Regions from separate parts of the Sus scrofa genome. Here regions 1, 3, 4 and 5 are each linked to region 2. Evidence: chromatin contacts called from public Hi-C, HiChIP or PLAC-seq and promoter capture Hi-C data. All regions are on one chromosome and are shown on one strand. The core of a region is the stretch at or near the end of the contact, and the rest is flanking DNA. Distances in the headings are between cores, read along the strand shown. Region 1 holds the start of ASH2L (ASH2 like histone lysine methyltransferase complex subunit). Region 2 holds the start of LETM2 (LETM1 domain-containing protein LETM2, mitochondrial). Region 3 holds the start of BRF2 (transcription factor IIIB 50 kDa subunit). Region 4 holds the start of PLPBP (proline synthase co-transcribed bacterial homolog protein). Region 5 holds the start of EIF4EBP1 (eukaryotic translation initiation factor 4E binding protein 1).

Region 1 (5,480 bases), core at 2,657-5,156, 290 kb after region 2:
TCTTTTCTTTTGGCTGTGCCCAAGGAACACCGGAAGTTCCAGGGCCAGGGAGTGCACCCACTCCACAGCAGTGACAATGCCAAGTCCTTAAACCACTGAGCCACCAAGAAATTCCAAAGAAGATTTTTTTCCAGGGCACAAACTGTGAACTGGATTTGGAAAGATGAGTCAGTTTTCCTTTCTACAGGTGAACTATTTTGTGTAGAGACATGAAAGTGCAAACTAGGAGGCAAGGGGGCAAGCTGGTGTAAACCAGCTTGGCTAACAGAGGGCAGCTGTCAGAGATATGGTATCAAACAAGGCTTGAAAGGCAGAAGTACCAGAGGCCCTACATGCCCGGGGAAAGCAGGTTTTCTCTGTGGGTAGTAGGAACATCGTGACAGGGATGCGACAGGTGAAAGTAATAAGCTTGATGAGACGATGGGTCTGAAGGGAGGAAGAAATTAAGAAATGGGAATCTGTGTAAGAAGCTTCTATAGCAGTTTCAGCAGAAGGTTAAAAACAAAAAAAGGAGGCCCCACTTAGAGTGAAATAATAAGAATGGAAGGGACAAGCAAATGTATAAGAAGAAAAAACACTGGTTAGGCTTGGGGGTAGACTTGATGGGGGTGGACAGGAAGTAAAAGGAGTTCTAAGCAGTTCTATGCTTGTATCACACAGGAAATCTCCCGAGAGGTGAGCTCAGGGGCAAGAGAAGGCATGTCTGTTTGAGAGCAGAGAGGAAGAAGGCAGTTGGGAGTTCCCATTGTGGTCCAGCGGGTTATGAACCCAACGGGTATCTATAAGGATGTGGGTTCGATCCCTGGCCTCACTCAGTGGGTTAAGGATCTGGTACTGCTGTGAGCTGTGGTGTAGGTCAGCAGCTGCAGCTCCAATTTAACCCCTAGCCTGGGAACTTCCATATACCACAAATGCAGCCCCAAAAAGCAAAGAAAAAAAGAAGGCAGTAGAGGGAGCAACTGAGGATGGCAACTGCACTGGATGACTGGAAAATTACAGAGAGAGCTCAGTCTTGAAAAGGAGAAAGTAACAGAAAAACAAAAGACTGGTTTAAGTTGGAAGAGAAGAAATCAAAACAAAGGCAGGTTTATCTTGGATTCTGCCGAAACTAGCTGAAGGTATCCTCAAAGAGAAAGTTCCAGAGTGTGTCTCTCACCGCCCTGCAAGGAATTAGGCAACATCCTCATGAATGTTAAGACGGGTTTCCTTATCTCTACCTCTCTCTAGAACCCCTTTCTGTTAAATACCCATTGTGATAAGCTCACTAACAGAAGGCAAAGCCTCAGACTACAGATAGGCAGGTATATAGTTAATACTCAATTCAAACACAATCAGGTGTTTACAGTGGCCTTTTCCATACCCAGCTAGCTCACTCACTCCTTCCATCTCAGCAATAAAGGCTAATCTCTCCCACCTGGCGGGCTTTAGGTGAAACTTCTTAAATTCAGGTACCAACTGGTCTCTACCAACACTCTGAACTGTGCTTTGATCACTTCTCTGGATTGCTCCAAGTTATTGCTGTGGTAAAATTCCTTTCCTAGGCCCTGTTTATCCAAACAAATTCTCTATGGCCAAAGTGGCCTTATTGTAGGTCTTTTCTAACTGACCAGCTTTGCTTAGCTTGTATATTTTCCCTATAGATCTTCCTACCAAGATAAATTCTTTCTTTCTGATTCTTCAGAATTTTTCTTTCTTTTTTAAGCAGCCTATCTCTGGTAACCAGTCACATGTTAATGAAAACATTAGCATTTCTTTAACTTTTTACTTAGAAAGCATAGGTTGGAACTTAGGATGCAACTGTGGCTTGGATGTGACTCCTGGTCTGGGAACTCCATATGCCAAAAAAGAAAAAAAAAAAAAAAGACACCATCGAGAGAGCCAGCAGTACAGTTATTTCCACAGACTCAGTAATGCTCATATTGATGGTAGGTGACTAAATCCCTCAAATGAGGAAAAGAGACTTTCATTCTCTAGCATCCATAAAAATGATTTTAATTCACTAGAACGGGTCAAAGATTTGGAAACTGGTTTTTGCTGAGGAGAGAATTTAAGACACCTAAAGGGAAGGAATTGGAAACCAAAAGGAATTCCTCGTGGCGAAGAGGGTTAAGGATTTGGCAGTGTCACTGCAGCGGCTCATGTTGCTGCTATGGCTTGGGTTCGAACCCTGACCAGGGATCTTCCACATCCCACATGCTGTGGGAGAGGCCAAAAAAGAACGAAAGAAACCAAAACAAAAAATTGCTATGCCTTCAGTAGACAGAAAACATGCTCAGAGTTTAAAGCAGTTCCTGACTCAAACCCAAGTATTCACTTAACAGGGTTCAGGTGACAAAGGAAATACTACGCATTTACATTTGCCCACAAACAAACCATTCAGGTGCTGAACAGGTCGAAATCTAGCATCTTACAAAGCAATTTTTACAAAGACTGTAAGAAATACTCACGAGGTATCTATGCCGAACGTGTCTGCTGTGAACCACTTTGTACATATTCCACACTGTAGCTCCACCTCTCCCAATTGCCGGCCATTCTCTTCATCCACGGAGCCCGCCTGAGTATCCATCACCTCTGAAGTATCCCCAGCACCTTCCTGTGTCCGCAGAGCCATTACAGAATCAAGTTAACTAACCTAATGGTATTTTGATTTGCTTGAAAACTTCAAAAAACCAACTTCCACAATGGGAGTTCCCATTCTGGTTCAGCGGTAAAAACCCGAATAGTATCTGTGAGGATGTGGGTTCGATCCCTGGCCCCGCTCTGTGAGTTAAGGATCCCACGTTGCTATGAGCTGTGGTGTAGGTCACCGACACAGCTTGGATCTTGCGTTGCTGTGGCTGTGTCATAGGCTGGCAGCTGTAGCTCTGATTTGACCCCTAGCCTGCGAACTTCTATATGCCGCAGCTGTGGCCTTAAAATGAAAAAAAAAATTTTTAAGTAAAAAATAAAAACCAACTGTTTTGCCCTGCAAACGTGCCAAAACAAATACTTACTAGTGTATCTTTTCCATTAGAGGATTCCGTCTCCAAGCCACCACTTACATCAACCGAGTTTGCATCCCTGTTGAGATAAGGAAAGCACTCAAGCACTGAATTTTCAAGAGAAACAAACCCAAAAACGCCTACTCCCAAAGATGTTGATTCAACTACAGCTGAATTTCACAGTCCTACACCTTTTTCAGCCAAGCTTGTTCTCAGACTGGATGCCCAGGGTTGGGAAGAATGTGGCCAAGTTGGACGCAAGCCCACCGGGCACAGGGAAACCTAATCGATCCCTACAGAAATTCTACACGGAGTGGAATCGGTCCTGGGGGAGGTTCGTAGAGATGCAGCTCTTCATCACAGTTTTCAGAAGGACCATTACTTCCTCCAGTCTGGCAATGCAAAAGTGGTTTCCTCTCCGGGATTTGTGAAGGGTTCCGGCTATTACAGTGAATTACCAGGCCCCTGCCGGGGTGCTAGGGCCGGGAGGTACAAGAAACCTGGCTCGAAAGGTGAGGAAAGGGGCGTAGTCTGAGATGCAGTTCAGAAGGGACGGGTCAAATGGCGGGCGGGACTAAGGTCCCAGAGCGGACAGGGGGAGCCGTTGGCCGCAAGGCCTAGGTTCGGTGGGGGCGGACAGGAGGGCTCCCAGGAGCCGCGGGATTCCGAGAGGGGCGGGTCTCCCTCCCCCTGTGCTCCTCGGGCCGCAGGACGTCTCACCCGCTTTCCGCCTCTCCCGACACTGGCTCCGCGGCTGGAGTAACAGACGTCCCCTCGCCAGCCGGAGCGGCTGCTACCGCTGCTACCGGCTTCGTCTCCCCTTCTTCTGCCGGTGTTGCATTTACGGCCGCTGTTGGGCCGGTTCCTGCACCCACTCCCGGGCCGGGTCCAGTTCCCGCCGCCGCCATCCCTGCCGCCTTCCAGACTTCTCGCGAGATTACTATGTGGGTCTCGCGCGAGTTGCTGATCTGCCCTCTAACCCTCAAATAGTAAAGGCTTTCTGTGGGTCCACCGCCTGCCTAGGGAAGGCGCTCTCCCAGCCCGCTTTAAGATCGGCGGGCAGGCAGAGATGGGCGGGACCTCGGGGCTCCTAAGCCACCGACACACCCCGCCAGGTGTTGGGCGGAGGAGGCGTGTTGACCACTGGGATTTCGTCTACGATGCACTTTATTTCCAGGGTGGGCGCTGCCCCTTTTCGGTTCTAAGAAAGGAAGCTACCGTGTGATTGATGCGCCTTTGAGAGCGCTGGCAGCCTAGGGACTTTGAACGCTGTGGTGTGCAGTGCAAACGTTCTTCACGGTTAAAATGTGGGAAACGTCTTCCCGCCCCGAAGTAGTTAGTTGTACTGCCCTAGTGATCTGCCACTTTGAGCGGGTTTCCAGGTGATGTCTAGAGATGGAAGCCTAGACAGGCTGAATCCAGAGCCCCAGCTACACAGGCGAGTGCTGGGGAGGGGATGTGAATGGAGTCTCCAGGCGAAGAGGTGGAACGCAGTGTGTGTTCTAGAAGCTGCAAGCTCCTTAATACTGTGAGAGAAGGAAGATGAAGCCCGAGTGCTGGAGGACTTGAGAGTTTAGAGAAGCTTGGTCTTTAGAGAAAGGAACAGGTGTGGACTAAAGGTAAGAACCTGAGCAGTCAACAACAATGCAGGTAGATGAGATCATTGGAGTAAGTGGAAGCATTCGGAGCCATGGTCCCCAAGCTTGAGAATACAAACTCCTGGAAGTATTAGGGCCAGGACAGTTTTCAGGAAGTCATTGTTTATATCTTAATACACCTTTATTTTCTGCTTGTTGGGTTGTTTGTTTTGCCTTTTAGGGCTTCTGGTGCAGCATATTGAGTTGTCAGGCTAGGGGTGAAATGGGAGCTACAGCTGCCGGCCTCTGCCACAGCCAGAGCAAAGCAGGATCTGAGCTGCGTCTGCGACCTACAGACTTACACCAAACGCTGGATCCCCCACCCACTGAGTGAGACCAGAGACTGAGCCGGCGTCCTCAGATACTAGTAGGCTTTATTTTCACTGCACCACAATGGGAACTCCTATTTTTTTTAATTTTATTATAGTCGATTTACAGTGTGTCCATTTCTGCTGTATAGCAAAGTGACCCAGTCATACATATGTATTTCCTCATATTATCTTCCATTATGGTCTATCATAAGAGATTGAATAAAGTTCCCTGTGTTGTACGGCAGGACCTTATTGCTTATCCATTCTAAATGTAATAGTTTTCATCTACTAACTCTAAACTCCCAGTCCATCCCACTCCCTCCTCCTTGGCAACTGCAAATCTGTTCTCCTAGTTTGAGTGTTTTAATTCTGTAGATAGGTTCACTTGTGCCACATTTTAGATTACACATGTAGGTGATATCACAAGTGTATTTATCTTTCTGACTTAATTTCACTTAGTATGAGAATTTCTAGTTGCCTAATACACCTTTTTCCATTTTACCAAAGAAACGTATACCTCTCTCCAATGCTGAAGCCCAGTCTTACTATGC
Region 2 (5,944 bases), core at 1,364-3,863:
AATAGACTTTAGTGGGGCAAGTATGTGTCTTAGGATTGGCTTATTGGCCAGCATTTTTCTCCTTTTTACATCAAAGGGTCTCATGCAACATTCATCATTACAAAGGCGTCATTCTAAAACCATTACATCTTCTATCTTACCTGTACCACACTTGTACAAAATTACTCAGCCTGAGTTCTAAAGCATATAGAAAATCTGGGGTAAAAATTTAAATACATTAAAACGTTAGCTTCCTAAAAATCAACAGAGTTAAAACCAACAAAGCTTTAATTGCGCACTAAGTCTATCCTTTTATATCTACCTTTTCCATCTAGAAGCATAGAGTTCATATAAATTGGGGGGAGGATACCTGAGTTCCTGTTGTGGCACAAGGGAAACGAATCTGACTAGTATCCATGAGGATGTGGATTCGTTCTCTGGCCTCCCTCAGTGAGTTGGGGATTGGTGTTGCCATGAGCTGTGGTGTAGGTTGCAGATGTGGCTCAGAGCCCATGTTGCTGTGGCTGTGGTGTAGGCCAGCAGCTACAACTCTGATTCAACCCCTAGCCTGGGAACTTCCATGCTGAGTGTGTGGCCCAAAAAGAAGAAAAAAAAAATCAGGGAGGGGTTAATTCCAAGGCTTACCTTGCTCCAGCAATAGCTAAGACTGTTTTATAACTGTAGAAGGCCATAGTTATATTTGTCTCGATGAGTTAACATAGGGATCTAGGCAGAAGGAGTAAGTAAACAATTCAGTACTTTAAAAACATCGATTATACAGAGAGTAGGATTTAAATGTTTTTAACTATCGCAAGGGTAGAAACTCTGCATATTCTATTCAAGGTGTCAAATCTCCCTCAAGTTCATTTCCTATAATCACGAATTTGAGAATGGGACTTTAAGACCTCCACAAATAGAAATGATCTCTAATATGATGATGCTGGTGATGATAGGGTCTTCAAAGACATTTTGATATCTGGTCAATAGCACTCAATAATTCACTTGAATGTCTGCCAACTGTTGAAGAAGCTAATCAAGACACACTTATTTGTAGCTTAAAAATACAGGTAGACAGTAAACAGCCTGGGTTTGTTTTCAGTAGTTTTTTCCCCCACCTGGCCAAGCTGCCGCCAGTACTCGATAGCTGCCGAAAGTACTCGTTTTCATAATATTGAAAATATACATAGTACCTACTAAGAATTTGAATGGAGATGAACAGGTGTCCTGAGCTAGTGATTCTCCAAAGAGCCCAAACCGACCTTTAAATAAGCTTTACCAAAATCTTTGTCCATACTATGGCGCTTTTCAGCCATAGGATGGAGAAAGAACTTTAGTATCTCACAGCGTCAGCCCGTTTTCCTGAAGCTGGGAAAGGAGTACAAGTCTCTCCAGGAGGGAAATCTCATCCACAGAGCTGACATTTTGAACAATTTAAATAATACCTTGAAATATCTGAACCCAGACTAAGGGCGGGTGGTCTCCTGCTGGAGAGAGACCAGACCCCATCCGGCGGTTAATCTAGTTTCGGCCGGGGGCACTCTCAGCCAGGACCGAATGCAACCACTTCCCGGGAGAGCCGGGGCGGGGTTGGGGCAGAATCGGGGCGGGGCCGGGAGGCCAGGCCCACCTGCGCCTTCTCGCCGCGGCGCCCTCTCGCCCGGATCCCGGGCTCTCCCGGTTACCTTTGCCTCCGATTCTCGACGACGTCGGGGCAGAACGCTCCCTACGCTTTCCCAGCCGATGGCTTTTGTGCGCGTTGTGCGTTAGTGGACTGTGTTTGCTGTGGTGGGGTCGGAGGTTGGGGGGGGGGTCTTTGTTTTTTGGATCGGGGGTGGTGCAGGCACTGGCCTTGGCAATCCTGCTTTTTGGAAGGAAGGCGAGGAGAAGCCGGGCGCAGGGTACGTAAGATAACGAGGAAGCGAAGCACGGAAAGAGCAGGGATGGAAAGTTGGGGGCGGGGGCGGAGAGCCGAGGTCAGGGGCTGAGGAGAGCGCTGGGTGGGGACTGGAAACTGTCGGGAAAATCAGAGCGCTGATGGGAGGAGCAGGATGTGGAGGGAGTGGGCTCTGGAGGAAAACAGGCAGGCGCGGTCCACCAAGCAACAGCTTAAGGACTTGACCCGCCCACCCTACCTCCTCCGGCCGGCTCCCGGGAACGGCTGCCTCAGTCCTCCAGTGCCTTCCCAATTCCCCTCCTCCCCCAGCTGCCCCAGCTAGAAGGGCCCGAAGCCCTATCTATGGCTCCACCTCTTTCCTCATCCGTTACGTCACTCTGAGTGACGACACCACCCACCAATGAGCTCTGAGATTCTGGGGCGCGAGGTCGTCCTTCGCGTAGGCATCCCAGGGGACCGCAAGGTCTGGTTCCACCCGCCAAAGGACTCCTTTACTGGGTTTAGTTTAAGGAGTGTCTATGCTGGGCGGAGGGCGGGCGCGCTCAACGGTCTTGTCCACATTTTGTAGGCTGTGGACTCCCACCTCCAAAACCCTTCCTTGGAGGCCGGATTAAAGAAGCTTTTACCCTATCGATAGCATAATATGTCTGATAGTCGCCATGGTAACAATCTCGGAGTACGAATTACATCACTTTGCTATATTCACCCCACCTTCCAACTCCGCAACTGCGGGGAGGGGTGGGCGGCAGGGAAAGAAGTGGGGAGAGGGAGTGGCAGAAAGGGCGGGAATGGTTAAGAAAAACATCCCTCTCCTATCTTCAGGGCCCCAAACTGGAGTGCTGTGAAGTCTTCGTATGGAAGTCTGAATTCCACTAAAAATTTCTTTATAAATGTTCTAAGTTATTATGATCAGTAGTTTCTGTAGAAATCTCAAAATAACATGTAAAAAAGAAAAAGTATATATAGTAGCCGTGCAGTAACATAGCACTTCAGTTCTTAGGATGGGTAACTGGGCCTTCTGGAAAAGGAAAAGATCTAAAAATGTTCTCGCCCCCCAATTATCTCTACTTATCCATTTCATCTGGCTCTAGGAGGAAAAAAAATTTTTGGTGGTCTACTTTAACACCAGACAGCAAGGAATTGCTTTCACACGGAGAATATTTCTCTTAATATGTGCCTGACCACAGACTTTACTCATCTGGGCTGCACATTTAAAAATGCAGACAGCTTTTTTTTTTTTTTTTTTTAAGGGAAAGTATGATACAGACAGCTTTTAATCCACAAAGCATTTTTCAGCTAATGACCAAAAGTATCGACTATGTTAAATAGGCCAAACTTTACAGTTTGGCCACTAGAGGGCCCTTTGTGCACGTCTGATGCCCAACTTTCCACACAGAGGCTTCACCTTCTGTGTTTACCAGAATTAACACATCTATTTACAAAGCTTTGGTCTCCTTACCTTTCTTTCTTTGAAAATTCCCAATGGTAAATTTTGAGCTCTAAAAGGCTAGGTAGGTATAATTTTCACATTAATTTCATAAATTAATCACTGCACTATCATGTATATGTACTTTTCTGGAAAAGATCATAAAAGATGCAAAAATATTCCTCTCAGATCCCTGGGAGACATTTTATACCGGGAAATATTCTTATTCATGCATTGTATTCATTTACAACCAGACACAGTGAAAATCATTAAGTATTCATAAACCAGATGAATAATTCCAAGCCCAGTATTTGAAAGATGAGCTAGATTTTCTACCATGGCCATATGTCAGCAATCCTATTTTAAAAGGAGAAAGGTTAAGAATCTTACTTTTTGGGAGTTTCCATCGTGGCACAGCAGAAACGAATCTGACTAGGAACCATGAGGTTGTGTGTTCAATCCCTGGCCTCACTCAGCAGATTAAGGATCTGGTGTTGCTATGAGCTGTGGTGTAGGTCACAAATCTAGCTGGGATCTGGTGTCACTGTGGCTGTGGTGTAGGATGGCAGCTGTACCTCTGATTAGACCCCAGCCTGGGAACCTACATATGCCGCCAGTGTGGCCCTAAAAAGACAAAAAGGAAAAAATAAAGAGTCTTTCTTATTGAAATCCATTAGTTCAAAGCAATGTTGCCTTCTCTTGTTATCAGTCCTGGTGATTTTTTTGACTTTCAGGATAAGTGATTTATCATGTAATGAGTTTTTGAATATAATCTTCAGAAGAGAAAAACTTTTTTTTCCTCCCTAAGCTGAGCCCTGAGAATTGTATTAGATTACTGTCTTAAGAAACTGCAGAGCTCCCAATGTGGCTCAGCAGTAATAAACCCGATTAGTATCCATGAGGATTTGGGTTCAATCCCTGGCCCTACTCAGTGGGTTAAGAATCCATCATTGCCCTGAGCTGCAGTGTAGGTCCAGACACAACTACACCTGTGGATCTGGCGTTGCCATGGCTGTAGTATAGGCCTTCAGCTGCAGCTGTGATTCCACCCTTAGCCTAGGAAATTCCATATGCAAGGTGTGACCGGAGGCGGGGGGAAGCTTTTCTCACTTTCTATGGAGAAAGCATGATCTGAACCTCTTAAGACACTAAAAATTTAAATTATTATTTTTAATGGCCAGTCCCCTAAATACAGCTCCAGATCAAATATTATTAACAATGTATATGTTATGCAGGACGAGACCATGCATTTACTTTCCTTAAATTTAATTTTAAACTCTTGTCAGCATAGCTTTAGAAGCAGTTTAAAATAAAATCCCTGGAAATAATTTACCATAGTCTCCTCAAGGGGAAAAATCCAGATGTCAGACCAAGGAAACAGCTTATCAACAAAGCAAGGAGGATACAGGAAGGTGGGAAAGAAGGATGGCAGTAGAAAGGATCACAGGAAAGAAAAATGACCAATTTAACCTCTCTTTCCAGGAGATAGAGTCAAACACTTGAAATAAGCTCAGAGATCCTTTAGAGATCTCTGTGTTAAAAAAGACATTGAAAACAAACAAAAATGTGCTTTTTATTGATTTCTTTAACTTTTGTAGCACAACCATAGGAACCACTCAAGTATAGGTTTAGAAAGAGTTAACGATTAATAGTAATGGGGGAGTTCCCATTGTGCCCCAGCAGTTTAGGGACCCCCACGTTGCTTCTGTGAGAGTTTGGGTTCCATCCCTGGTCTCCTTAGTGGGTTAAGTATCTTCCTTGTGCTGCATGCTAGCGTAGGTCAAAGATGCCGAGGGTATCCAGTGTTGCCGTGGTTGTGGTTGTGGTTGTGGCTGTGGCTAGGTCTCAGCTGCAGCTCCCTTTCCACCCCTGGCCCGGGAACATCCATATGCTGCAGGGGCTGCCAGTAAAGAGAGAGAGAAAAAAAAAAAAAAAGTAAGGGAATGCTTAATTATGAATATCAACAATAGTATCATTAACAGTTTTTTAAAGAACGAATGCATAATTAGTAATCACGAAAATAACTGATCTGTAGGAATCTTTAAATTTCTTGTTTAAGTGGTATTTAAAGATAAAAATTGCAGGAAATGCCCCCAAAGTTACCAAATAGATCCAGCACTGTGACATCGATGGCGAGTATAACGTCTAGGGTGATCAATTTTACTCTTCTCAGAACGGAATATTGGTTTCCTCTGATCTCTGCCTGTGGTTCCTTTGTACGTTCCTATCTCTGAGCTGCAACGTCCTAAGTCATTATCACCAGGCCCCAGGAAATATTACCAAATCGGCACGCTCCGGCATGACTAGTTTACTGTGTCACACACTCGGGACCTTCTATTGTTTCACTTGCGTTTCCTAAAATGGGGCGGGATATAGGGTTACAGAGAATTTTGACTCCCGCTCCCTCCTGTCATCCTGGCATGCGTCAGCTCTGTCTAGGACAAATGCCCTCACATCCCTCGAAGCCGAGGTCTGGCAGCGAGGAGCGGAGGGCCTAGCACGTGACGGGCCGGGAGCCCGCCAGGTCCCTCAGGGTCGGGGTGCGGGCGGCGCTGCCTTCCCCTGTTACCCACAAGCCTCTGGGCCAGCAGAGCAAGCAGGAAGAAGGCTTGCGGGGCCCGGGGCCTGCCAGGGAGGAGTCCGAG
Region 3 (5,532 bases), core at 1,442-3,941, 440 kb after region 2:
AAGCATTCTCTTGGGGAAGAGATGGGGTCCTTAGATGTGGCAATCAGGGAGAGAGACTGACTATGGAAAAGAAGGGAATGATGCTGGATATTTAACCCACTGAGCAAGGCCAGGGATCAAAACTACACCCTCAAGGACAGTGTCAGTTCTTAACCTGCTGAGCCACAACAGGTACTCCCACTTTCAGACGGTGTTTTTGTTTGGTTTGGTTTGTTTATTTTGGCCACACCCATCCCTAAAAGCGTGTTGCATCCGCTAGAAGATCAGCTCCAAAAGTCGGGGCTTTGCTTTGCTCACGGCTCTTTCGCCAGGGCCTGAAACAGTGCCTGTACATTGGCACATAGTGGGCACTCCATAAATAGCTTTTGCAGAAATGGGCAAATGCCATTAGTCTTCTATATCTCAGACCTCAGTTCTAACCAATATGGCATAAAGAACATGGGTTTTGGAACTGAACAGATAGACTCCTAATTCTCTCTCTCTTTTTATTTTATTTTTTTATTTTTATTTATTTATTTTTTTTTGGTCTTTTTGGCCATTTCTAGGGCCGCTCCCGCGGCATATGGAGGTTCCCAGGCTAGGGGTCTAATCGGAGCTGTAGCCGCCAGCCTACACCACAGTCACAGCAATGCCGGATCCGAGCCGCATCTGCAACCTACACCACAGCTCATGGCAACGCCGGATCCTTAACCCACTGAGCAAGGCCAGGGATTGAACCCGCAACCTCATGGTTCCTAGTCGGATTCGTTAACCACTGGGCCACGACGGGAACTCCTCTCTTTTTATTTTTTTTGGCCAAGCCCATGGCATGTAGAAGTTTCTGGGTGAGGGATTGAACCCACGTCACAGCAGTGACCCAAACCACAGCAGTGACAACACCAAATTCCTTAACTGCTAGGTCACCAGGGAACTCCTGGTTTGGTTTGTTTGTTTTTTGTTTTTGCTTTTTAGAGCCCTACCCATGGCATACGGAAGTTCTCAGGCTAGGGGTCGAATCAGAGCTACACCTGCCAGCCTACGCTACGGCCACAGCAATACCCAATCTGAGCTGCATCTTTGACCTATACCACAGCTCGGATCCTTAATCCACTGAGCAAGGCTAGGGATTGAACCTACATCTTCACAAATACTAGTCTGGTGCATGACCACTGAGCCATAACAGGAACTCCTGGTTGGTTTTTATTTTTATTTGTATTTTTAAAATTTTATGGCTGCACCTGCAGCATGTGGAAGTTCCTGGGCCAGGGACTGAATCTGAACCACAACTGGGACTTATGCCATAGCTGTGTAATACCGAGCCATTTAACCCACTCACTAGGCCAGAAATTGAACCTGCACCTCTTCAGCGACTCAAGCTGCTGCAGTCGGATATTTATTTATTTAAAAACATTTTAATTATAGTTGACTTGCAATGTTCTGTCAATTTCTGCTGTACAGCAAAGTGACCCAGTTATACATGCATACACATTCTTTTTCTCATATTATCTTCTATCATGTTCTATCACAAGTGATTGGATATAAGTCCCTGAGCTATACAGCAGGACCTCATTGCTTATCCATTCTAAATGTAATAGTTTGGGAGTTCCCACTGTGGCTCAGTGGTAACAAACCTGACTAGTATCCATGGGGACGCAGGTTCAATCCCTGGCCTTGTTCAATGGGTTAAGGATCTGGTGTTGCCTTGAGCTATGGTATAGGTTGCAGAGGCAGCTCGGGTTTGGTGTTGCTGTGGTGTAAGCCAGCAGCTACAGCTCCAATTCAACCCCTAGCCTGGGAACTTCCATATGCTGTGAGTAGGACCATAAAAAGACAAAAGGAAGGAAGGAAGGAAGGAAGGAAGGAAGGAAGAAGGAAGGAAGGAAGGAAGAAAGAAAGAAAGAAAGAAAGAAAGAAAGAAAGAAAGAAAGAAAGAAAGAAAGAAAGAAAAAGAAAATACCTCTTTGATGACTTTTAATTTATGCTCAAACATGACATACAAAATCTCTAATTGGTAAGCTTGGTTTCTATAACACTGCTAGCGGCACAGTTTTCCTCAAGATTCTTTGATCTGTGCTATATACCATGCTAGGAACTTTGGAGCTAGAATCTTGGAGCATCTTAAAGCTCAAGGTTTTAAAAACATCCGCATCTGCTTGAACCCTCCAGATTGCCAAAGGCCTCACCACCCCATATTCTTTCTCTCCAACTCCTTTAGACATTCTTTGCCTAGCCTCTGAAGGCATTTGAGGGTGCCACTCTGGATTTTAATTCAACTCCTTTATTCCACAGTTGAGAAAAATGGACTGCAAAGAGAAGAGACAACTGGCTCGAGGTGAAGGCGCTCTGGAAGGAACACAGTTCCCTGCCCTCTCACTAGACCACTCTCCCTTTTAGACACAAACTTTGTACCATGGCCCAAATCAACGTTCCTTACCAAAGGGAAATGGAGCATCTACGATTCCCCTAGCGCTTTAGAAAAAAGAGTTCTTTGTGGATGGCAACAATTTTCTTGTATATTATGCGTATCCATGCATGTAAAAAGCTCACCCAAATGCAACTGCTAGTCTAGCCCACCTCAAACTAACTACAGTTTGCGGAGAACCCGAAGACGCAGTCCAGCAGGAACCCCCGTCTCCTGGCTCACATTTCTACCCGAGTCCTCAGAGGAAAGGACCGGAAGTGGGGCGTGGCCGAGGAGGAACTACCCATAGTACGGCTGTCACGCTGGCCGGAAGGAGGTGGTGCAGGCCTTAGAAAGCTCCGCTCCTACTTCCTGTTTGCAACACTGTTGCTGTTGTCGACGTTAGGGGCGGTTACCCGAAGGCTTCCTCGGCTCTGGACGGGTTGTAAGATGCCGGGAAGAGGCCGCTGCCCCGATTGCGGCTCCACTGAGCTGGTGGAAGACTCACACTATTCGCAGAGCCAGCTGGTGTGCTCCGACTGCGGCTGTGTGGTCACCGAGGGAGTCCTTACGACCACCTTCAGTGATGAGGGCAACCTCCGAGGTACCTTGCGGGCTTTTCCAGGGCAATGGATAACAGCCTGGGGGCAGTGGAGTGATTGACGTCGAGATTCTTATCTCCTGCCTTTTCCTGGTCACATGCACGGGAGAAAATGGCCTAAAGTGAACGAGTGAGCTGTAGAAGCTCAGGGACTGCGGTTTATCTGTGTTTTTCTAGCAAGGTATTTGGTATTAATAAACGCTGAATAAATGAAATCAAGAGAGAAAGCTGCACTCAATTTACCTAGTCTGGGCATGGTGGAAGGATTGCGGATCAATTCTTTACGAATACAGAAAATACTATTACCGCAAAGTAGTTTTGAGCACTAATTGGCAAAAGCATCTTTTTTTTTTTTTTTTTTTCTTCCCTCTCTGCTCTTCAAGTCTGTGACCAATGCAACCCTCAGAATATTCAGTCAGGAAAATTGCCTGAATTGGATGTACAAGAGAGATGGCTGGAACACTTGGAGCTGCTTTAGTGCAGTCCTAATCTTCCTAAATTTCTTTGTATTGGGTACTGTTTGTGGTCATAGAAAATCAGATGGACCTTTAATGTGCAAAGATGGGACAAGAAGTGGATGCGTCCTGGTTTGGCTCCTGGGTTTTGTGTGGTGGGAGGGCAAGGGTGTGGCACGTGGAGGCTAAACAAGCTATTTGTTGCCCATTATCTTACAGAAGTAACATATTCCCGAAGCACAGGGGAAAATGAACAAGTTAGTCGCAGCCAGCAACGAGGTGAGAATAAACCTTTTATGACATAGTGCTTTAAAGAAAACTCTCCTGATGGTCCAGCCCATCTACTTATCTTTCCTGTTTTCAGCATTACTGTGTAAGGCTGAGTTGAAGAGAATGGTAATTAAAAATAAAGGATGATAGGGTTTCCTGGTGGCTCAGTTGGTTAAGGATCTGGTGTTGTCCTGCTATGACTTGGGTTGCTGCTGTCGCATGGGTTCGATCCCTGGCCCAGGAACTTCCACATGTCACGGGCATGGCAAAAAAAAAGAAAGGAAGGGAGCGAGGAGATGGTTCTAAGAGAGGTAGCAATTAGGTGGAAGATTCAGGTTTGCTTGGGGATTTGTTTGAGGTAGACTAAGGAGCTCAGATGCAAACTTTGGCTTGGCCACAAATCAAACCAGCCTCCAAAAGATGGGGCACTGAAATGTGACTTCTTTCTATAAGTGACTTTGTGCCTCCCAAATGTCCTCACTAAGTGTCGCTGTTGTCATTATAGAAAGGTTTGTTATTTGTGCATCTCATATCTGAGGCAGGTTTACCAGAAATTGCTGGGAGCTGCATGATGGCTCCTTTGACCCCTTTATGTAGAATATCATGCCATCTGCAGACAGTGACAGTTTTACTGCTTCTTTTCCGCTTTTTTTTTTTTAATTTTTAATATAATTTTATTTTTTTTTCTTTTGTCTTTTTAGGGCCATATCCATGGCAAATGGAGGGTCCCATGCTAGGGGTTGAATCAGAGCTGTAGCCTCTGGCCTACACCAGAACAACAGCAATGTGAGATCCAAGCCACGTCTGCGACCTATACCACAGCTCACAGCAACGCTGGATCCTTAACCCACTGAGTGAGGCCAGGGATCGAACCGGCGTCCTCATGGATATGGGATTTGTTAACCACTGAGCCATGACGGGAACTCTTTTTCTAGTTTGGATTCCTATTGTTTCTGTTCCTCCTCCGATTGCTCTGGTTAGATCTTCCAAAACTCTGTTGAATAAAAATGGTGAGGGTGGGCATCCTTGTCTTGTTCGTGATCTTAGAGGAAAGGCTTTCAGCTTTACATCGTTGAATGTGATGTTAGCTCTGTGTTTGTCATATGTGGTCTTCCTTATGTTGAGATATGTTCCCTCTATGCCCACACTCTGGAGAGTTTTTACTGTAAATGGATGTTGAATTTTATAAAACACTTTTTCTGTATCTATTGAGATGACCATATGGTTTCTATGGTTCATTTTGGTGTGTCACATTTGTTGACTTGTGGATATTGAAAAATCCTTGTATCCCTGGGATAAATCCCACTTGGTTGTGGTATATCATCCTTTTAAAGATCATTCTTTATTGTTGGGACTAACTCCTGCTATGGGTTTTCCTAGGTCTCCGCCGAGTGAGAGACCTCTGTCGAGTTCTGCAGCTACCACCAACATTTGAGGACACGGCAGTTGCCTACTACCAACAGGCATACCAGCACTCTGGCATCCGTGCTGCCAGGCTGCAAAAGAAGGAGGTGTTGGTCGGGTGCTGTGTCTTAATTACCTGCCGGCAGCGTAACTGGCCCCTGACCATGGGAACCATCTGCACCCTAATCTATGCAGATTTGGATGTGTTTTCTGGCACCTACATGCAGATGGTGAAGCTCCTGGGGCTAGACGTGCCGTCTCTGTGCTTGGCAGACCTGGTGAAGACTTACTGTAGCAGGTACCTGCTGTGTGGGAGACGCTGGGTTGGGGTGGGACCTGAACCCTTTTATCTCTAGCTGCCTCTTTTTGACCAGGCGCATTTCCAAGGATGTGGGAGAGAAGTCTCTTCTCCCTCTCCCAGG
Region 4 (6,066 bases), core at 2,537-5,036, 500 kb after region 2:
ACATATTTTTGTATTTTATTTACTGTAGCCTTTCATTTAAAGGGAAAAGGACAAAAGTGTCACCTTTGGCAGCTGAAAAATTTTAAGGGCTTTGGTTCCTTTCAATTTACTTCACAGCCCACCAGAAAATATCTAATGTGCAGAGGGGGGCAGGTTCCCAAGAATGTGGTACCCAGTCAATTGTGAGTTCACACTGTTCTTATTATGATGTCTTCTCATGTCGAGAACTAAGATTTCTTTCCCAAAAGAAATTGCAAAGCACAAACAGCAAATTTGAAACATTCTAAAAATCTGTTATCTCTTCCACAGAAGGTACCGTATGTAAGTGATACAAAGATCAAGAAATTGTGTCATCATATTTAGAATTTTATCTTACCCATCAATTTGTTGACATTTTGTTTCTGGAGATGGCCAATGAAGTGCCATTTGATCTCAGGACACGAAGACAGAATCTGAGGAGAAAGAGGTGACCATGTTTGACTTAGACTGTGTGGAGGCCTTGCTGCCTCAACTACCTTGCACGTTCCCCTCTGACCTTTCAGAGCTTATGCAATAAACCACTATCATCGTCATCTTCAGTCAGGCTCCTGAGGATACTCAGGGGAAACCTAGGGCTTCTGTTATGTGTCACTTGTTCCAATCCACTCCCTCTTTCTTTCTGATATTGCCCATTAAAAAAAAATCAACTAATAAGAGCTTTCAAATGTCAAAAGGATCCAAGATCATAGCAAGCTCCTAAAATCACCAGCTTCAAAAAGCTGCACAGGAGAAAACCAGTCTTAAGAAACTCTAGATGAGAAATATTTGGGGCTCAAGGTGAGTGTATTTCTACCATCAGATCTAAAACTCTACCACCAGCGTGGGTTTTTAATTCTCAACTGAAAAGTCAAGAATTTATTTACAAACTAAATAATTCAGATTCCACTTACTTTAGGGTTTGAGGCTTTTTCGAGCAGTTCTTGAACCTAAAGGGTAAAAACAGAACAAGTCAGGAGCCTGGCAACCATGACTCTTCCCAGGGCACAAGCGCAGTTTGGAAAAGGACTCTTACGTAGTTCTCCCCGAAAATGCGCTGGCCGTGATTGTAGGCCTCGATCACCATGTCTGCAGGCTTGGTCTTGCTGACCGCTACGAGCCGGGGCTGGATGGCGGGGAGTTCCTGCCAAGAGGGAGAGAGCCAAGATGAGTGAGCATTTGGGAATAAGATCCCAGTAAGTCCTATAGGATAGCCTGGAGAATTGATTGCACAGATCTTTAACTTGGCATTGTGTAAGATCCACTATTCTTTTTCCTTTTCTTTAATGACTGTATCTGTGGCATATGGAAGTTCCCGCACTAGGGGTCGAATCAGAGCTGCAGCTGCCGGCCTACACCACAGCCGCGGCAATGCCAGATCCGAGCTGCATCCATGACCTACATCACAACTGGCAGCAACATCAGATCCTTAACCCACTGAGCAAGGCCAGGAATCAATCTGCATCCTCAGGGAGACTACTTCAGGTTCTTAACCCGCTAAGCCACAATGGGCACTAGGGGATCTATTTTCTAACACTGCGGGAAGATGAGTAGCAAATGATGTTGACGAAAAGTCTTCTGTATGCTTGTATTGAAATCTAATGTGCTTAGCTACTGAATATTAAGCAAAAGACTTCTCTCTCAGGAGAGCTGGGCAGGTAAGTAAAAGCAGTGGTTCCTTAAAGTGTGGTCTTTGACCAATGGCATCAGTTAACACCTGGGTCCCCCTCCAGATCTGCTGAATCTGAATCTCAGGGTGTAGTCTTTGAATCTCCTTTCAAACAAACTCCTTTCAAACAAACTTTATCAGACAATACTCTTGCATACCAAGGTGGGTGGTTTAAGAAGCACTTCATTAAGGGAAGGCATCTCTGTTAGGAAGGGAGGCCACTTTTGGCTTCTGAAACCCCAAGATGAACATCTGGCTAACCCCAAGGTTAATTACACTCTGGTCCTGGGGTAATTATTAATATTGCCCACGTGCACTCTCAAAAGCGACGCCCTTAGGGTTACTGTAGTTTTTTTCCTTCCTTTTTTGGCTGCCCCATGGCATATGGAGTTCCCAGGCCAGGGATCAGATCTTAGCTGCTGCTGATCCCTAACTCACTGTGCTGGGTCAGGGATTGAACTTTTGTCGCAATGCTCCAGAGATGCCATTGATCTTGCTGTGTTACAGTGTAATTGTTCAGTCTAATCAAGAACCAGGGGCCAAACTGATGCAAAGACACAGAAGACTCTGGACTCAGGATAAGGTTTATCCGACCCCCTTCTCACGGCCATTATGTAAAGAGCGGGGCTTCCCTGAATTCTGCTGCAACCAAATCCACACAGAGAAGAGATTCATCTGTCCTCACATGGCTTCATTTTCATTACCCCATCACCCTCCGGAACTTTTACAGAATCAATGTTCTCAAAGGGTCTGAAGAGTAAGATCAATTAACAGAGTTTCCCCTTCCTTCTGAGGGCTGCACTGCTGACTTTTTATGAGACTGTGTCATGTTTCCTAGAATTATGAGGTAACAGTCTTTAGGGAAAAAAAGTGGAACAGGTAGCCCATCTGCGTAAGTTATGTTGGGAGAACTCCCCAGGGCGATATTTCTTAGGGGAATCTCTAGCTTAGCTTTTTCTTGGAGGATCATTAATGCCGGAAGGAGGAAATTCAGGGCTAGAGTAACTAACTGACTTGTTTAAAATAATACCTAATTAACAGCCCAGAAAAAGCTATACTAATACAGGTCTTCTGTCTCCAGGCCAGCTGAGCTCTGACACTAAATGCTTAATCAGAGAAAACTTTGATCTCTCTATTCAAATATGTCTCACACCACACCTTTCAGCTTAAACTTGCACTGAGGAGGGGCAGATGGTAACCTTTAAGTAAGTTCCAAGATACCAACTATATATAAGGGGGAAAAAAATCTCATCTTAAACTGCTTGGGAATGGATGTCTAGTTCCCTCCTGCCCCAAACGCACAAGTGCAGCTCTAGTGTCACCCAAGTACGGCCAATCCACCCTTTCCTTCGTTTTCGGGTGGAACTGACATTTACTGTGCATCTACTATCTGGGACGCTGCCACACACGTGATCTCGGCAGATCTGGCCTCCTTTGGGTACTCCTGCAGTGGACATCCCCTTCTGCAGCCTCTGGGTGCAGGCCTGATCCCTCTCCCCTCTGCCAAGGCGGCTGATCCCGACACAAAGCCAGATGGGTAAATGGTCGCGATGCCTGGAGATCAGTCATTTTCCCGGGGTAGCGATACCTTTTGCTCCAACTAAGCCAACCTCCAGAAAACCTGACAGATGCTGAGGAATCCTTTTACCAGCCTCCTGGGGTCTCGGCAACCCGTGCCAAAGCCAAGGCGGCGGCCAGCTCTCGCTCCTGCGGGGAGACCCCTCTGCGTCACCGTGACGACCCATTCCCACGCAGGCGTCTCATCTCCTCCAAGCGGCCGCCCACCGTCCCCACGAGGTCCCTTTTCTTACCCGCGGCCGTCGCGCCACCGCCTGCTGCACGCGCTCATTCACTGCCCGCAGAGCGAAACCGATTCCCAGCTCCGCCGACATGCTGCCAGCCTTCCACATTCCACAGAACCGACTTCCAGCCCCGTACCCGGGCACCCGAGGCTAAATCCCCTTCCGGTCCCGCCCAGCTCACGTCTCCGTGTTGCCCGTCTTCGTCTCAGCCAATCGTCAGTATGGGGAGGGGCGGGAGGGGCGGCCCCGCCCTAGGTGTGCCATCTTGGGGAGGTCGCCGCGAGGCGGGGCGGGGCACTCGGGTGCGGAGGGGCTGTGACGTACTTCCGGGGTTGCCGGAGGGCGGGGCTTTCCACCTAGCCGTAGCCCGCAGACGCAGTTGAGGGACAGAAGGGGGCAGGAGAGGTCCCTTAGGTCCTCTTCCCAGTTGTGGGAGATAACGGCTTTTATCTCAGATGATTTTGGGGAGAGGAGAAGGCATAGAAAAAGAGTTCCCTCCTGGCTCAGCGGGTTAATGATCCCGCTTTGTCATTGCTGTGGCTCCGGTTACAGCTGTGGCCAAGTTTGGTGCCTGGCCAGTCACTTCTACAGGCCGCGGGTGTGGCCAAAAATAAATATTTAAAAATATATAAAAGAAAATTGTTTCTGAAGAACATGGTAGGATCCCAATGTACCGAATTATTTTCCTCTGGTTATCCTTTAGATCAGTGCCCAATAGAAATATGATGTGATCCGAACATGTAATTTAAAATTTTCTAGGAGTTCCCATCGTGGTGCAGTGGAAACGAATCCGACTGGGAACCATGAGGTTTCGGTTCGATCCCTGGCCTCGCTCAGTGGGTTAAGGATCTGGTGTTGCCTTGAGCTGTGGTGTAGGTCCCAGACACGGCTTGGATCTGGTGTTGCCGTGGTGTAAGCCAGCAGCAACAGCTCGGATTAGATCCCCCAGCGTGGGAACCTCCGCATGCCAGTGGGTGCGGCCCTAAAAGGACAAAAAACAAAAATAAATAAAATTTTCTAATAGGCACAGAAAGTTAAGAAAAATTAATGAATACTTTTTTTTTTTTTTTTTTTTTGTCTTTTTGCTATTTCTTTGGGCCGCTCCCGCGGCATATGGAGGTTCCCAGGCTAGGGGTCTAATCGGAGCTGTAGCCGCTGGCCTACACCAGAGCCACAGCAACGCAGGATCCGAGCCGCGTCTGCAACCTACACCACAGCTCACGGCAACGGCGGATCGTTAACCCACTGAGCAAGGGCAGGGACCGAACCCGCAACCTCATGGTTCCTAGTCGGATTCGTTAACCACTGCGCCACGATGGGAACTCCCTGAATACATTTTCTATAGCCCAATATACCCAAAGTAAAGTTTAAACATAACCAATAGAAAAAGTTAATGAGATAGTTGAGGTTTGTTGTCTTTTTGTCTTTATAGGGCTGCACTGGTGGCATATGGAGGTTCCCAGGCTAGGAGTCTAATCTGACCTGTAGCTGCCAGCCTATGCCAGAGCCACAGCAACGCCAGATCCAAGCTGCATCTGCAAACTACACCACAGCTCATGGCAACGCCTGATCCTTAACCCACGGAGCGAGGCCAATGATCTAACCCATAATCTCATGGTTCCCAGTCGGATTCCTTTCCGCTTTGCCACTATGGGAACTCCAGTTGAGGTGGTTTTTGTTGGTTTGTTTTGTTTTGTTTGGCTTTTTAGGGCTGCACCGGTGGCATATGGAAGTTCCCAGGCTAGGGCTCTAATGGGAGCTACAGCTGCCAGCCACAGCCACAGCCACAGCCACAGCCAAGCAGGATCTGAGCTGAGTCTGTGACCTACACCACTGCTCACGGCAACGCAGGATCCCTGACCCATTGAGGGAGGCCAGGGATTGAATCTGTATCTTCATGGATGCTAGTCGGATTCGTTACCACTGAGCCACAACAGGAACTCCATATTTGAGTTTTTAAAAATTGTAACCCAGTGTGTAGTTTGGACTTTTCCTCATTTGGGACTGGCGGCATTGCAGCTGGTCAGTACCCCACCTGGTGGCAAGTGCTGCTTTCTAGGAGGCCAGCACAGGCAGCTTTAGTCCAGCCTGAGCTTGGCACAGAGCCCAATTCTTGAGTTTCCTGTGTAACCTGCTCTGGGCAATATGAAAATCACAAATGGGAGGAGCCAAACAATACAAAGGTTAACATAGTAAAACCCGAGGTTTAATAGTCAGATGGTGAAATGGTAGGTGCTGTGGACAAGTAGAGATTGATTTTGTTAAGGAAAGTACTCTTGTCTGTACTGTTGGTTCTCACACAGTAATTCTACTTAATGAATGAGATGCTCTTATGGTGGGAAAAGAGCTAAAGTTTTTTCTCGAGGTTGTCTTTTCTTTCTTCCTTTCTTTTCTTCCTCTCTCCCTCCTTCCCTTCCTTCCTTGGGATATGGAAGTTCCCAGGCTAGGGGTTGAATCAGGAATCAGAGCTGCAGCTTCAGGCCTACACCACACCCACAGTAATGCCAGGTCCAAGCCACATCTGCACGTCTGTGACCTACACCACAGCTCACAGCTACACTGGATCCTTTTTTTTTTTTT
Region 5 (6,125 bases), core at 1,874-4,373, 310 kb after region 2:
CCTCTTCCCGGCACTGTCTGTACAGCAGCCAGACCTGGGAGCTGCCTCAGGTAAGCTTCCTGGGCACAGGCTCTATTTGTCTAACTGAACAGGGTGCTAGGGACACCTGTAATCCTACCTGCTTACCTCTGATTAACCTTAGCCAGGTACGGGGCTTAGGTATGACCCAAACAACAACCCCGGTAGCCTTGGGGTCGAATGCCCAGTAAGAGACTGGGAACATGGTAGTTGGTGGGGGAAGGGTGGAGGAAAATTTCTGACCCACTCAAAGGTTCTGCTGGTTTATGGTGTTACTGGAGATTTTTAAGACCCCACAGACTCAAATATTCACCTGTGACACTCCCTTAGGTCACTTTCTCTCAAGTTCTCCAGACCACCTAACTTCAGATCAGGGGCTCAGCCTAGGGAGGGTAAATGACCATGAAAAGCAAACTGAACTCAGAGGAATGGAGATGGTTCAAATAATTTGCTCTCCTTTTCCTCTAGGGACAAACACTGCAGTGCCCTTTCTAGCAAGAGTGACCAGTGGACACTCACTCCAAAAGCTTTTTTTTTGGCCTTTTCTTTGCAGAAGTTTCCGGGCTAGGGATTGAAGCCAAGCCACAGCAGTGACCTGAGCCACAGCAGTGACAATGCTGGATCCTTAACATGCTGAGCCACCAAGGAACTCCTCCAAAAAGCTCTTGACACACCCCCACCCTCTGTCAAAAACCTGGATCTGCAGACCCTTCTGTAAAGAAGAATGCTAAGTCCAACCTCAAGAATTTACCTGAATAGAAGCATCACTTTGTGTCAAACCCCAGAGGTCTGAAAGGGTGAGGGTTGTCATATTCGTCACTCACTCCTGAGTACTCAGAGCTTGGTACTTACACCAATGGCTGGGAGCTAGTTAGAAATGCTGGATCTCAGGCCTTACCCCCTCAACTGAAGAATCAGAATCTGCTATGAAATGAGGCCCCAGGTCATTCACATGCACATTGAAGACTGAGAAACAGCACCCCAGATGGAAGCAGAAGCGGGGTAGGAATGACCTTTTTTCATGAGGTCAAGTTCCTCTATGGGCAGGGCAAAGGGGTGGGCTGAAGTGGGCTTTGGAGTTAGACCCCACACTTTGGCTGAGGCAGAGGCAAGCCTGGGTTCTCCGGATTATGGACTATGGGCTGTGCCTCCCCAGCTGGACATCTCAGACAAGAAAAAAGCTGGCTTCAGGCTCCGGGCACTGCTGGCTTCCTTCCAGTTGGCTGCCAAAATGAAGCTACCGATGCAGAAGCGCCTTTCCCTCTTTCTCAACCAGAGATCTTCAAAAGGAGGGAGGGTGGCTGAGGTCTGCCCCCAACTCCCATTCCCCAGTCCAAAGTGAGAAGTGGGTGGGAGTTCCCTGTAAACAGCACCCCTGGCTATTGGTCCCAATTTGATCCACCCCCACCTAGCAACAAAGGTACAAAACAGGGCTACCTGAGCCATCAGGCTGCCTGAGTGCCCACCCTGAACAGATCAAGCAGGGGTTCACACTCTCACTTGAAGGAGCCCCCAAATTGTCCAAATAGGTCCCAAGAGACACAGAAAAAGCAGAACAGCACAGACTACATAAGGTCTAGCTTGGACAGACAATTTGAGTCAAGAGTGGCAAATAGGATCGCTGGGCATTTGTCCTTGAATCATTTTTAATAGACGAGACAGAATTTCTCCCCTCTATGCTTGGCTGCTATTTCTTGTTCAATGTGGGAAAATGGTATGACATGGGACAGTGGACACGTTTTTCCAAATTGGGGCCTGGGTGCCAGTTCTGGCCTATAAGGCAGCTCGGTTGCACAAGAACATCTAAGATCCTTAAAAGTTCTAACGTTGTGTGTTTTGGATCAAACAGCCCAGGGCTCGGATCTGGCTGCGCTCGCTGGTGGTGGGACAGCTGCTTGAGAAAATAAGCATGTGGCCCCGACGCTGGCAGGCGGCTAGGCTGCAGCTCCGCCCGCGGCCGCCCGCACCCGTGTTTCTCAGCGAAGCGCCAGGATCGGTGGAGTTTTTCGAGTAGTTTGGGAAGCAGCGGTGGAAGCGGGTGTAGGGGAGGGAAGAAGGGCAGAAACGGGTGAGCGCAGTGCGAGAACGAAAGAGAAGTGGTGAGCCACGAGGATTTCATCATGCAAACGCGCCGGCAGGTTTCATCAGCGCCCATACGCCAGGGCTCCGGAGCTGGCAGGGAATGCCAGGCTCCCGAGCGCAGCCCAAGGCTGCCCCCGCCCCGCGCCAGCTCAGCTTCCTCTTCCTCATCAACTCTCTGGGAGGTCACACGGCCCCCCTCCCCCCCGGAGAGAAGAACGTGTTTTTCTGCACAGCGTTGCCCGCGGCCCCGGGTTCCTTCGCGGAGATCCTCAAGCCTAAAAGGGCAATTTGTTCCAGAAGCCGCCGAGGCTCCAAAGCTGGGGGTGCCCCGGGAAGGAAAACGGTCTCTGCCAAGAGCCATTCACCCCAACAGAGAGCGCCCATCCCGACCCCTAAAAACCTCAGGCCAGCCCTCTCCGTGGTTGGGAGGCCAACCTGACCCCACCCTATTCAGCCTCAGAACAGCCCCCAACACCCACAAGGGGCAGCACACCTCGGCCTATGGCAGTCCTGGAAGCGAGCGCTTGTTTTTGGCGGGGGGAATCAGCTGTCTCTCCCAGAAAGAAGGAGCTATAAGGTGGCATTTGCAGCCGCGGCTCTGGAGCACGCACCCCTAGGGCAGGCAATGGAAGGCGCCCCCCGCGCCCCCCTGTCGTTCCAGGTGGCCACCTCCGTGCCCCTCACAGCCACCCTCGTGCCCCTTATCCGTTCTTTCCAGTCACCACGCCCCGAAGCCCTGTCGCCCCGTCCAACTGGAGTTCCCTATCCCTCCCCCTGGCCAGTCAGTCCTTCCCAGCGTCCGCACCCAGAGACCCCGAGCGGCGCCCCCGGGCCCGCGCCTACCTCCTGGGGTGGTGCTGAAGAGCGTGCCGCCGGGAGTGGTGCTGTAGTCCCCGGGCGGCAGCTGCACGCCATCGCCGAGGACCACCCGGCGAGTGGTGGGGATTGCCCGGCTTGGGGTCTGGCTGCAGCTGCTGCCGCTGGACATGGTCTCCCGCGCGAGGAGCCCGGACCCAGAGCGTGGCCCTGGCGCCCCTCTGGCCTCGCTCTGCCTCGCTCGGGCCCGCCCCGCCCGAGACCGCCCCTTCCGCCGCCTGGGCTGCCACCCCCTGGGATTTGTAGTTCCCGCTGCGCTGCCGCCCCGCCCACCGCCCGGGGGCTGCGGGCACAGGAGTCCTCTTCCGCGCTGGGTCCCGGGCACCCCACAGACGGGCTCCTGAGCGTAGTTGCTAGCGCCGCTCCCCTATTCCTTTCCGCCTCCTAGCTGCCCCGCCGCTAATCCCTTCGGGTCCCCGAGAGCCACGCGGGCAGGAACCGGTGGATGGGAAGGAAGATTCCGAGGCTTGCCTGTGTTAATGCCTTTCTAGCTCGGACTGCGCTGGGGTCCCAGCGGACCCAGCCCACTCTGGAAAGGCTAGCTGCAACACTGGGACATCAGGCGAGAAGGTCCCCTGCCTCCGAAAGCCTTCCGTGTTCCGTGCTCTATTTCCTCAGATGAGAAAGCGAGGATTGGTTGGTCATTCATCAATTTATTGAACATTCACGATGTGGCAGTCGTGGAAGAAATGTAGAATTAGGATCTGGGGACAAAACATCAAGCTGGGTGATGAGGGCTAAACCCGGAGCGAGGAGGCTGGGAGGGAGTGGACGTCGGTGGTGGTGGGGAAATATTGGTCAAAGAAGGTTATTTGCAGCCCTTTGAGTTGGGTCAGTGGATCCTGACCCCCACGCTGCCCGAAGTTTGGCAGGAGCTCTTTATTATTATTTATTATTTATTTTTTTAATCTTTTCGCCATTTTCTTGGGCCGCTCCCGCGGCACATGGAGGTTCCCAGGCTAGGGGTCTAATCGGAGCTGTAGCCACCGGCCTACACCACAGCCATAGCAACGCGAGATCCGAGCTGCGTCTACAACCTACACCACAGCTCACGGCAGCGCCGGATCCTTAACCCACTGAGCAAGGCCAGGGATCGAACCCTCAACCTCATGGTTCCTAGTCAGATTCGTTAACCACTGTGCCACGACGGGAACTCGCCTGAACTCACTTGAACTCCCCTGGCAGGAGCTCTTTAAATGAACGCAGGAACAAACGAAGGAATATTCAAGTGGAGGACAAAAAAACCTGTGGTGGCCACATCCGGGAAGAGTAGAGAGAGAAAAGTTTAAAAGAGAAATCCAGGGAATTCCCTTTTGGCAGAAGTGGTTAAGGGTCAGGCATTGTCACCGTAGCAGTGACTCAGGTCACTGTTGTGGTACCGGTTCCATCCCTTGCCTGGGAACTTCCACATGCTGGGTGGCAGGAAAGAAAGAAAGGATGGAGGAAGGAAGGAAGAAAGGAAGGAGGGAGGGAAGGAGGAAGGAAGGAGAGAGAGAGAAGAAAGAAAGAAAGAGGAGTGTCCGGAGTTCCCTCGAGCTCCCCTTGTGGCACAGGGGAAATGAATCTGAAGAGGAACCATGAGGTTGTTAATTCTATCCCTGGGCTCGCTCAGTGGGTTAAGGATGTGACATTGCCATGAGTTGTGGTGTAGGTCGCAGACTCGACTGGGATCTGGCATTACAGTGGCTGTAGCTCCCATTCAACCCCTAACCTGGGAACCTCTATATGCCAGGAAGTGCAGCCGTAAAAATAAAAAAAAAAGAAAAAGAAAAAAGAAAGAGGAGTTCCTGTTGTGGCTCATCGGTAAGGAACCCGACTAATATCCATGAGGATGCAGGTTCAATCCCTGACACCAGATTGCTGTGGCTATGGCGTAGGCTAGCAGCTGCAGCTCCAATTCCACCCCTAGCCTGGGAACTTGTGGCCCTTAAAACAAAGAAAGAAAAGGGAAATAGAGCTGACTTGTGAAAAAGCTTTTAAATCAGGCCAGGGTGTTTAGACTTGGTCATCCAAGGCGGTAGCTATCAGAGAGAGATCTTTTAAGCAGGGGGGTGATTATCTTTAAGAGAGGTAACTCTTAGCCATAGATTTTGAGAATGGACTACTGGAGGGTGAGGCTGGAGATAGAGAGACCGGTTAGATTTGGTCATTCCTGAGCTAAATTGTAGGCCTATGCTGTCCGGCATGGTAGCCACGGCCACTGAGCGCTTGGAGTGTAGTTAGTCCACAATCACAAGTGTAAAGTACATACCAGATTTCAAAGACTTAGTGTGGAAAAAAACATAAAATATTTCAATAACTTGTTTTGTACCAATTATACGATGAAGTAATATTTTGTGTATATTGGGTTAAGTAAAATCTATCATTAAAATTTAATTTCATCTGCTTCTCTTTACCTTTTCGGCAGTACTGTAAGAAATTTATAGACTGTAGAATCATCCAATTTTGGCTCTGGCCACGTACATTACTGGTCATCCAGGACAATACTTACCTCCATCTTACTGAAAAACAAAACAAAACAAAAAAACCCCAGAAGCCCAGGAGGAACAGCGGTTTGCCCAAGATCACACAGCTGGAAAATGCCTGAGATAGGACTAGGACCCAGTCTTGCCTCCTTCCCTAGCCAGCCCTTTTTTCACCACATAAGGAAACAAAGTGGCCCATCCACCACACCTCCTTGGTAGGACTGTTTTGAAAAGATTTATTCTGTTGTCAGACCTGATTGTTTGGTTAGAGCTGAAATTCTAGGGAAAGGGCAGTTTAGAACACTTCACATTCACCATGACCTCTGAACGGAGGGCTGCACAGAGGCAAAGCAAGTCTGAAGGCTGCAGGGGAGCCAAAGGTGGGGGCTGGCTAGACCTGGGGCCCCTCATGGGTACAGGAGGATCACTAGCCTGGGCCGAGGGGTATGGTCTTTGACAGACTCCCTCCTGAATTCTGTTTCCTGGCCAGACATTTCACCTATGGCAATTTCCGCCTCGTTATGGAGCAGGGACAGAGCAGGAGGCATTCGCATCAAGTCTTGTAATTAAATATCAGCTCTTATAGGGCAGGGACTGTGGGTTTACTCACACGCTCACCTTTTCACAAAATTAAAAAAAATTTTTTAAATTGAAGTATAGTTGATTTACAATGTTGTGTTAATT

The links. Promoter capture Hi-C pulls out the DNA fragments that hold promoters and counts their contacts. A called contact is a pair of places that touch in the nucleus more often than the background predicts. HiChIP or PLAC-seq counts read pairs in DNA pulled down with a chosen protein or histone mark.
Region 1: a contact with region 2 is called in a promoter capture Hi-C map of fetal liver, with 2.3 times the contacts expected there. The contact joins the promoter of ASH2L here to the promoter of LETM2 in region 2. A contact is called at or near these places in 1 of 5 promoter capture datasets (fetal liver), 6 of 47 Hi-C or Micro-C datasets (embryonic fibroblasts, heart right ventricle, liver and 2 more) and 2 of 2 datasets of contacts at active chromatin or transcription factors (alveolar macrophages and skeletal muscle).
Region 3: a contact with region 2 is called in a Hi-C map of embryonic fibroblasts, with 2.8 times the contacts expected there. The contact joins the promoter of BRF2 here to the promoter of LETM2 in region 2. A contact is called at or near these places in 1 of 47 Hi-C or Micro-C datasets (embryonic fibroblasts) and 1 of 2 datasets of contacts at active chromatin or transcription factors (alveolar macrophages).
Region 4: a Hi-C map of heart right ventricle shows a contact between it and region 2, with 3 times the contacts expected there. The contact joins the promoter of PLPBP here to the promoter of LETM2 in region 2. A contact is called at or near these places in 1 of 5 promoter capture datasets (fetal liver), 1 of 47 Hi-C or Micro-C datasets (heart right ventricle) and 1 of 2 datasets of contacts at active chromatin or transcription factors (alveolar macrophages).
Region 5: an H3K27ac HiChIP or PLAC-seq map of alveolar macrophages shows a contact between it and region 2. The contact joins the promoter of EIF4EBP1 here to the promoter of LETM2 in region 2. A contact is called at or near these places in 2 of 5 promoter capture datasets (fetal liver and liver), 2 of 47 Hi-C or Micro-C datasets (embryonic fibroblasts and mesenteric adipose tissue) and 2 of 2 datasets of contacts at active chromatin or transcription factors (alveolar macrophages and skeletal muscle).

What each region holds. Positions count from the first base shown.
Region 1 is chr15:48,413,621-48,419,100 of Sscrofa11.1, forward strand. It overlaps ASH2L (ASH2 like histone lysine methyltransferase complex subunit), which reads right to left and starts at 3,907. Exons shown (of 16, transcript NM_001243568.1): 1 at 3,702-3,907; 2 at 2,994-3,060; 3 at 2,448-2,593. The coding sequence starts at 3,889.
Region 2 is chr15:48,129,813-48,135,756 of Sscrofa11.1, forward strand. LETM2 (LETM1 domain-containing protein LETM2, mitochondrial) reads right to left here and starts at 2,614. Exons shown (of 9, transcript XM_013984075.2): 1 at 2,112-2,614; 2 at 625-705. The coding sequence starts at 671. The region is part of intron 1 of NSD3 (histone-lysine N-methyltransferase NSD3); the gene reads left to right.
Region 3 is chr15:48,565,516-48,571,047 of Sscrofa11.1, forward strand. It overlaps BRF2 (transcription factor IIIB 50 kDa subunit), which reads left to right and starts at 2,692. Exons shown (of 4, transcript XM_003133367.6): 1 at 2,692-2,984; 2 at 3,656-3,715; 3 at 5,087-5,408. The coding sequence starts at 2,831.
Region 4 is chr15:48,632,798-48,638,863 of Sscrofa11.1, forward strand. It overlaps PLPBP (proline synthase co-transcribed bacterial homolog protein), which reads right to left and starts at 3,787. Exons shown (of 8, transcript XM_003133369.4): 1 at 3,496-3,787; 2 at 1,052-1,159; 3 at 930-965; 4 at 377-452. The coding sequence starts at 3,594.
Region 5 is chr15:48,440,250-48,446,374 of Sscrofa11.1, forward strand. It overlaps EIF4EBP1 (eukaryotic translation initiation factor 4E binding protein 1), which reads right to left and starts at 3,124. Exons shown (of 3, transcript NM_001244225.1): 1 at 2,944-3,124. The coding sequence starts at 3,088.